2 separate regions of the Onychostoma macrolepis genome follow, and region 1 is linked to region 2. The links are chromatin contacts, called in public Hi-C maps. All regions are on one chromosome and are shown on one strand. Each heading gives the region's core, a stretch centred on a gene start, on an enhancer-like site or on the middle of the called end of the contact. The rest is flanking DNA. Distances are from core to core; before and after follow the strand shown.

Region 1 (4,718 bases), core at 1,179-3,678, 180 kb after region 2:
AATTTAAGGTTGCATGCATGTCTTTGTCCTGTGATTTCTTGCATCTTGGTTCCTTTTTAAAAGCATTCACATTCATGTCTGTTTTGTGTCGTCCAGGTCGCGCAAACCCGTCCCTGCGCTGTGTTTTAATGGAGCTCAGCCGGACGCCTCAGACAGACAGCAGACAGCCGCCCGTCTGCTCCTGCTCTCCAGTCCAGACCTTCATCGCTGGATCCTCCTGCAAGCTGCTCACCAAGAACACCGTGTTCAAGAGTCCGGCCGGAGAGGGAGCCACGCTGGTGTGTGCTGGAGACGAGGCCACAAACTCCACCATGGTGAGAAACGCTCTTCATCCAGTCACTTACACACAGATCACATCCAGTCCAGCCCTGTGCTCGTGCTTCTCATTCAGTATCGACTTTCATTTGGTTACGCATTGCTTGTGTAAGCAGTTTGACGCTGGTTCTGTTAGTTATGCGCACATATTGACTATGATTTCTCCGTTCTGTCTGCAGGTCTGGGATGCCAGCACTGGTGCTCTGCTTCAGAAGATGCCTGCGGATCTCCCCGTGTTGGACATCTGTCCGTTTGGGGTCAACCAGAGCAGTTATCTGGCCTCTCTGACCGAGAAGATGCTGAAGGTCTATAAATGGGAGTGAGACTGAGAGTAACATTCAAACAAAAATCTGCATAAGCATTTTTCATAAACCAAATACTGGTGGACTGGGACGCCGTGTGACACTTTTTTCTGTGTTTTGTTTGTTTTAAATCTTAATCCTTTATTTTATTTTCTGTACATTATAAAGAGTTTTCTGTTTCTGACCTTAAAATCAGGGCTTATTTTTAATGTCTTAGTTTTCATTGTATATATATATATATATATATATGTAAGTGGTTTTTTTTAAATTTGTTTAATAAAACAATAAATGCCTACATTGACAGTTTGTGAGCACCTTAAAAACATCTGTATAGGAGTGGCACAATTAAATCAGGAAAAATAAAGAACATTTGCAGTGATCTTTTTTTTTTTTTTCAAGTTAATAAAGTTATAAGCAATATTGTCTTAACAGGGATTTGAGTCAAATCGTTATTTCTTGGGTGTCATAAATTTAAGAAATGTTCCTCTGCAGTGGTCCAGCAGTAACAGGGTTGTGTGCAAAATTTGGGCCATGGTTAAATATGTTATTAAAATAAGAGTTATTGTTTTTTTTTTTTACTACAAATAACAGGTGAATAGTGCCAATATTTTAACTAACAGATCTCACCATACTTTCCCCTTTCCATTATTAAGCATAGTATATTAAAATAATTGTTTTGTATTGCAAGTTTTCTGAAATATGTTTAAATATGCAAGGTATATTCGAATTACTAATTTACATAAATTCAGAAATCTACATTATAAAGCCAAAAAACAACATTATTTCATTTTGTTGGCATTTTATAGTTAAAGGTTTGTGCAATGGGATTTTGAATATTTTTATTATTCCATAAATCACAGAATATTGTCAATATCTATAAAAATATATATTATTTCACCATATTTTAAGAAAAACATGCTATTACAAATAAAGCAAATATTCTATGTACAAACCTCTGTAAAACCTTCAGAAAAAAATATGTATATATATATATATAAACCCTTTTTGCAACGTATGTGCTGTAATTGAAATCTACGGCCAGACGTAAATAGATAGTGTAATAAAACATTACAACTTGCATAATTCTGAAGTTGTGTCATGTAAATAAAAATTGTTTCTGCAGAATATAAATTTGTCTTCCTCCAGAGGGCGCATTCTCCCTTCAACTCGAAGGCTTGAGCTATATTCCTTTGTTTTTTTTGCAAGATACGTTTGCTTTATAAAAGATAGAATAATTTAAATGTTAGAAATTTTGAAGTATTGTTTGACATAAAATGTAATTCAAACGCAAAAAGAATCTCTATTAAAATAAATACACAATCATGTAATCGTAATCGATCGTGATTGGTGCATCGTGGTCATCGCTGAGAAAAGTTACAGGAACCAGATGACAACACCATATTACGCGTTACTGCAGCAGCGTTGTGGATCATGATTTTTTTCCTGAATAAAGACACTAAATAAACTTAAAATGGTTTGACTGAGAATACACAGTGAGAAGTTAAAACATAAAAATAACGTTACTTATAGTTGCACACACCCATCGTACAAAGTCTCTGGACCTCTAAGCCCCGCCCATTTCTCAACTCACTGTTTCATGCTAATTTCTTTCCTTATCTTCCTTTCATCTAATAAACCAAGTATCTCTAAGTCTCCGTCTACGTGGCCCATGTTTAGTTCGTGAACCCTGAATTCCGCACCACTTCAACCGAGAACTAACGAATCCTACTACGGTTGGGGATTTAGCTCATGAATATTAATAAGGCAACCAGCTCGGACTTTCAGGAAGCGACTCGACGTCAGAGCGTGCTAATTAATATTCATGAGCGTCCTCCTGGCCGTAGTAGGATTCGTAAGTTGTCTCCGCGAAGATGGCGGCGTGTAGACGTGTGCAGCGACTGCTGCTGTTGATATTCATCTCCGGCTGGATGTCTTCCGCTCATGGAGGCAAATCGGACACCGATAACGCCGCGGATAATCCCGAAAGAGGCAGAAACGCGGCGGGAGAGGGCAAAGCGGCGGCGCTGGACGGGGCCTCCGCGGTGCGGCGCAGCGGCGGCTGGAAGCTCGCGGAGGAGGCGGCCTGTCGGGAGGACGTGAGCCGGATCTGCCCCAAACACTCCTGGAACAACAACCTGGCCGTGCTCGAGTGCCTGCAGGACCGAAAAGACGTAAGAAAACACGGCCGAGTCTGTATTTAACGCATAGTCTGTGAGCGCGTGGCGATTAAAGCCGCGTACAGAGCAGAACTGACCGATCATAGTCTGCATAACGTTACGTTACTGTGTTATTCTAACACACATCTGGATCTGCAGCGTCTTCGTGCATTTGTGCGACATTCATAAGTTAAAGATCATATAGATTCATAAGCAACAAGCGTGAGAAGATTTTATTCATATTTAAACATCAGACGCAGTTTGACAAGAAAGGCCTCTGAATGTCACATACAAGCAGTTTTGGGGGGTTGAAGATCCGGTTATCACGGTTAATAGAGTGCTTCCTGTTAACGGCCGTGTCTCAATCCCTAATGAGCTGCCTACTTAGAGCTCAGCTGCACGCCCAAATATGCGGTCTGAGTCAGCCCCTCTGTGACGTCACCTGCACTGCTAGCGCGCGGCGACCGATGTGATATTTTGAAAAATGCGGTCGCTGATATTATAGCAGCAGGGTGGTGAATTATGTAATGCTAGCAAATGAGATGAGCACAATGGCTTCTGTTGAAGTCGGCATTATCACTGCTACTCATTAAAATCTATGTATTATGAACGTTTGTGCTTTATGCAAATATTTATTTTAATTTTACTTTTTAATATTTAATTAATTTAATAACTCAGTGTTTCAGTTAAATGGTCTGACTTCTCTCAGGTGACGCATGCTGGACTTCTCCAATCATTTAGTGCGCTTAAACCCCGCCCCGCTACTTTTGACTCCGAGGCTGTGTTCCAGTCCCTTCACTTTTGCAAACTTGCCTCTGTCTCGTTTACTCGGATGTACGTCATTGATTACGTTGCATGAGTGCCCACTTCTGGCCGAACCCTTGCGATGGGGCTGAACTGGGACGTCCTGAGCCCTTGATCACTTTCGAATTTGCTATACAGTTGGTTTATTGTTTACATTTTTCCCCTTACGAATTTGTTCGGTGCAGCGTTCCGTATGTATATAGGTATGCTTGGGCTGTTTTAAATGTTAAAAAAAATTATTTATATATTATAGAGTTGGTTGGGGTGGGGATAAATTAAACGCGGTCTGTGATGACGTCATAATCGTGTTGCATTGTGGTCTATGGAGCGGCCTGAAGTGTGCATATGAAGCAGACTCGCTCCCTCGGTCAAAACAGGAAGTTCGCGAGTGCATGTCTAAAAGTGGAGTGGAACGCAGCAGCCCAAGCTCACCTTCATTTTTGAGTGCCATGCCCACATCTTAAAGGGAAAGATCATCCAAAAATCATGTCTTCCAAACCTGTAAGAGTTGCTTTCCTCTGTTGAGCACAAAATAAGATATTTTGAAGGATGTTGGCAACCAAACAGTTGACGGTAGCCGTTGACGTGGTATTTTTACCTTACTGTGAAAGTCAATGGCTACCGTCAACTGTTTGGTTGCCAACATCCTTCAAAATATTTTCTTTTGTGTTCAACAGAGGAAAGACTGTTCCAAACATGCACGCTTTGAATAAATGAACATTCAATCAACAATCAGCAGATAAATTGGCTGATATAATGTTGCATCGGGCACTTCCGAGAAAGCTCATTTTTCATATCATTCTTATAAGCCGAATTATAATTATCACGAATAGGTTTACCTGTAAAATTTTTTTTTTTTTCTATATATATATATATATATATATATATATATATATATATATATATATATATATATATATATATATATATATAATATATATATATATATATATATATATATATATATATATATATATATATATATATATATATATATATATATATATAATATTATATAATATTTCTTCACAATATTTGCAAATATTTTTGTTTTTAGTATGTTTTAGTTGCATTCACCTAAAAAAATAACAATAAAAATACTTATAAAAAAAATTCTGAAAGTGATTCTGGGGATATCATT
Region 2 (4,640 bases), core at 683-3,182:
AGTATTTATTTTCATAATAAAATATTAAAGATGAAAACATCTTAAAAAATAATGATGTGAACATAAATCATTTATTTTAAACGCTGCAATATTGCATAAAAACACATGAACTGTCAGTTTAGATTTTATCGTGAGCTTAACATTTAGCGGTGATAAAAGGCCTTAAGAAGATAATTAATATTAAGATATTATTATTCTGGCAGTCGTTTAAATCATTAAATAGATCATACAAAAGGTGGCTTTAAAAGTCAAAAAAAATTTTAAATGTTCATGTAATCAACTAAAATTGAAAACAATAAAGATGTAAATAAAAAAGTCATGTTGAAGTTAAATCTTACCTTCACTTTCATCCTCATCTTCTTCCTCCTCCTCCTCTCCATCAAGGACTTCCTCTTGCTCGTCATCATCTTCCTCGCTGCCTGTGTCTCCTTCCTCTGATTCCCCCTCATCTGCGGAGTTGTCCTCTGAATTTCAGTGACATGCAGGAAGAGAAGTCATTAAAAATACAACAGAAAACAAAATAAAAATATGTATTTATGCAATCCTGACTACATAATATCTGATACACAGATCAGCATAAACCCTGTATCAATGTTTTAAAAAGTTAAAGTTTAGCAAGTAAAAATTGCACAAACATCCATCTTCACCTTGTGATTTATATATATATATTTTTGCTGTGAAATCTTTACTGATTTTTATCAAATAAATGTAGCAATAACTCTGATATTGTATCATATTATATGAGCCATAAAAGCTTTATGTATCAAATATGATACAAGAACACATACAAACTTTCTTTTAGATTTTTATTTTTTTTTTTAAACGTTTGTCTTAATAAACTGTTCAATTTCATAAAAATAATATTTTTCTGAGTATTATTTCATGTATCAGGCTTTCCAGGATGGATAGAGATGATTTAGGGCATACAACACTTCCTGTGTTGCTCCATTTATTGATGTGAGATTACAAACCGTCATCAGAGATGATGGACATGGCAGGTCTTTTTCCTTTTCCGTGGGAGATGTTCCTGTTGATCAGCTCATCCTGGCTGTCCTCCTCATCCATGGTTCTGCTCTGCTCTGATCTGATCTAGATATCTCTCAGCACTGAACAACCTGTAGGGCACAAAAATGCATTATACAATGTCAGCATCCACTCCAAATGTGACCAACATTTAAATACAATATCTAACAGCATAAATACAGCAGAATAACCTAATAATCTTTATCTTTCATAGATATAATACAGCAAAACACCTGCTACATCAAATAGCCAAATTCGAATAGACACACCATCACAAACTAATGCCTTAGATCATTTTTTACGTTAAAATGTCTTCATAAATGTCTTAATTTTGTACAGTTTGATACAAATGTCTCAATGCACATAACTCTCAGTGCTTTATTTATACGAAACAATGTTACTGACTTGATGCTAACGGCTAACACCAAGCCAGCTAATAAAAACACCGACATGCTTCATTTAAACTACACACTCCAGGAAGGCTATAATGAGGTGGATTGCAAACATGAAAAATAATCATTGCAAAAAGCCAAAAGTCGTTTTATTTTGTAAAACTGAGCCTTGAACACTTGTACTAAAGCTAGGGCTAAAGCTAACACGCTATCTGTGTTTCTTGCCCTTAGTCTAAATTTAACTCAACAGCTATTTTTGTTCAATTTCATATCCAGGCCGTATAAAACAGCTTTTAAAGGCGGTAATTGTCTCATTTATTGAAATCATCGGGGAGGTTATAGTTTTGAGCATCTGTACCTACCCTGTAAGGTTGTGTAAGACATTATTTGTGTTTTGAAGTCCACACGGCGTTTGTCTTTGACGCTGCCGGCTGGAGAAATTACGAATCCTACTATGGGAAGGATTCGCTCATGAATATTAATGAGGTGACGGGAGCTCCGCCCAATAGGCTTTCTACGATTGGCCGAAAGTGGGCGGTGGTCAACTGACAGATTTCACAATGAATCCTACTTAGGTAAAGGTTTGGGCTTATGAATATTAATTAGCAAGGTTACCAAGCAAATTTAGCATGACTAGATTAATATTCATGAACTAAACGTTCAGTGCTGCAAACACAGCCCTGTCGACCATTCTTCAGGTATTCTGTTTACATTTTAGTCTTTTTTTTTTTTTTCATTTCTTTTTTTTTTTTTGCTTAATTCACCAGCATTCACGATGATTACATAAAGCATTGTTTGTATATTTACTCTATATTGTTTTTCGCCTGCTGGTCAACATGCATTTTCTAAATTGACTGGTAAATTCTGATAAGATTGTTGTCCCTATTAAATTATTAATTCATTTTAGTCATTTGTTAAATGATTTATTTAGATAAGCAGCGTGAGCATGAAAAATGATCTAAATGAGTCTAATTCACAACATTGACTGGTCGAGGCCCTAATGGGACATGATGAGATGAAAATAAGACGAGAAGAAAAATTATATCCAAATGCTTTTGCATTCTCTCGCAAAACTTTTGCTTTCCTTGAGAAACTTTTCGTTCGCTCATAAAACATTTGACGTTTTCTCGCAAATCTTTTGCATTTGCTTGCAAAACTTATGCATTTTCTCTTAAAACATTTGCATTCCCCTGAGAAACTTTGCGTTCACTTGTAAAGTTTTTGTGTTCTCTTGCAGAAGTGTTGCTTTCAAACAAGGAACTTTGTGTTCGCTTGCAAAACCTTTGCATTCTTGCACAGAACTTTTGTGTTTCCCAAAAAGCTTTGCATTCACTTGCAAAAATTTATTGTGTTTCCAAAAATAAATGCGTTCTCTCAAAAATATTGTGTTCCACTGAGAAACACTGCATTTGATCGCAAAACTTTTGCATCCTATCTCAAAAGTAATATGCGTCCTCAATAAATTTTCATTCTCTCGCAGAAGTATTGTATTCACCCGAGAAGCTTTGCGCTCGCTCGCGCTTCACTCGCAAAACTTTAGCTTCCTCTCACAAAATGACTGAATTCCCCGGCAAAACTTTTGTGTACTTCTGAGAAATTTTGCTTTCACTCACAAAACTTTTCCATTCTCATAAAAAACGTTTGCGTTCGCCTGCAAAACTTTCACGTTCTCTCGCAAAACAATTGTTCCCTCAAAGTAACTTTGCATTCGCTTGCGAAAATTTTGAATTCCTCGAGAAATGTTACATTCGCTCAAGCTTTTGTTATGAAAATAATGAGGTATGAGAAAAAAAAAAATATATATATATTTCAATGCAAAGTTTCTTGAGTGAACGCAATACATTTGAAAAAAAAAAAAAAACGGCAAAAAAAATTTGAGAGCGAATGTAATTTTTTTTCCCCACATGTGAGCAAATGCAAAGTTTCTTTGGGGAACGCAATACTGTTGAGAATGTAAAAGTCTTGCTAGGGAACTCAGAAGCACTAATACATATATATACCTATATATTTATATATAGATCAGTGTTCCAGTCTCGTTTTTCCCCATCTTCATGTCCCTTTAGGGGCTCCATAGGTCGCAATTCCCTAATCAGCTTTTTACTACTTTATTTATTTATTTGTAAAGCATATTATATATAATATGCTTATATATATATATATATATATATATATATATATATATATATATATATATATATATATATATATATATATATATTACATCTAAATCAAACGTTTATTTTAAAACACCAACTCCATGCCCTCCCTATACTGGAATACTGCATAATAACTCTAAATATCTTTATCTTTAATTGAAAATAATCAACTTTATGTGACAGCTTACATAAAAAATGTAAAAAAAAAGCCATTCTAATTTTCAAAATGACTTTTCGCGCCATCTCTCTCTCTCTCTTTCTCTCTCTCTCTCTCTGCATCCTTCGTACGTGCACATCCACACTAGCTTCATGGCTTTACTATACAGAGTCCAACCACCTTCAGGACGCGGGGAGATCTTTTTCTAAAACGCGTAAAAACAACCCGCAGTTGTATCAACAGAGCAATTTTACACCAGATTCCACTCTCAAAAATCAAAACGCAAAGTATGATGCGCAAATGTTTAGCGGCACATCAGAAAAACGGAAAATAAGTGCGCCGAAAATGGTTTATTCCTAAAGTAAGACGTGCAAAACCGAACGCGCCGCACCCCGCTATAACTCTGAGAAAATCCACCGAACGAGTTGATGCTCCCAGTCAAGCCCCTCCGACGCTGTAATTCGATAGTTCCATTTAATAGGCGGGCTTTCGGCGAGGAGCTCGGCCAGCTATTGGCTGACTGCCACGTCGATCAAGCGCTGATTTGCATAAGCAGGTCAGGTTGCAGTTGCAGGGGAGTGGGCAGGGTTGGGATAGCGCAAGTGAGCTGAACTTCTGCGCTGCTGTAGTGCACTATCCTCAATTTAATACTTTATTTCAGAAATTATTTTCTTTGACGAAAACAGCTCTAGCCTCGTGTGTTTTTATCAACACCGCTAACGACTGTCGGATTTGCTCTTCTCTCAGTAATTAACGGTTTATTGGGAAGTTGAGGTGAGTAAGTGTGGCTTTTTGCTTCAATTGTCTGTCAAAATAATTATAATCGATTTATTTGAACGTGATAAACTGACATGCCTTCATCATTTGATCTTTTAACATTTCTGCTTTGTTTTCCTTGAATATAGCGATTTA

What was found. A called contact is a pair of places that touch in the nucleus more often than the background predicts.
Region 1: a contact with region 2 is called in a Hi-C map of muscle, with 2.9 times the contacts expected there. The contact joins the promoter of glg1a here to the promoter of phrf1 in region 2. A contact is called at or near these places in 2 of 2 Hi-C or Micro-C datasets (both in muscle).

The regions. Positions count from the first base shown.
Region 1 is chr25:20,874,811-20,879,528 of ASM1243209v1, forward strand. It overlaps glg1a (golgi glycoprotein 1a), which reads left to right and starts at 2,429. Exons shown (of 27, transcript XM_058766996.1): 1 at 2,429-2,788. The coding sequence starts at 2,489. It overlaps rfwd3 (ring finger and WD repeat domain 3), which reads left to right. Exons shown (of 13, transcript XM_058768095.1): 12 at 97-314; 13 at 495-1,026. The coding sequence ends at 638.
Region 2 is chr25:20,694,905-20,699,544 of ASM1243209v1, forward strand. phrf1 (PHD and ring finger domains 1) reads right to left here and starts at 1,933. Exons shown (of 18, transcript XM_058766828.1): 1 at 1,778-1,933; 2 at 972-1,115; 3 at 339-464. The coding sequence starts at 1,065. It overlaps LOC131534600 (a long non-coding RNA gene), which reads left to right and starts at 4,310. Exons shown (of 2, transcript XR_009269389.1): 1 at 4,310-4,502.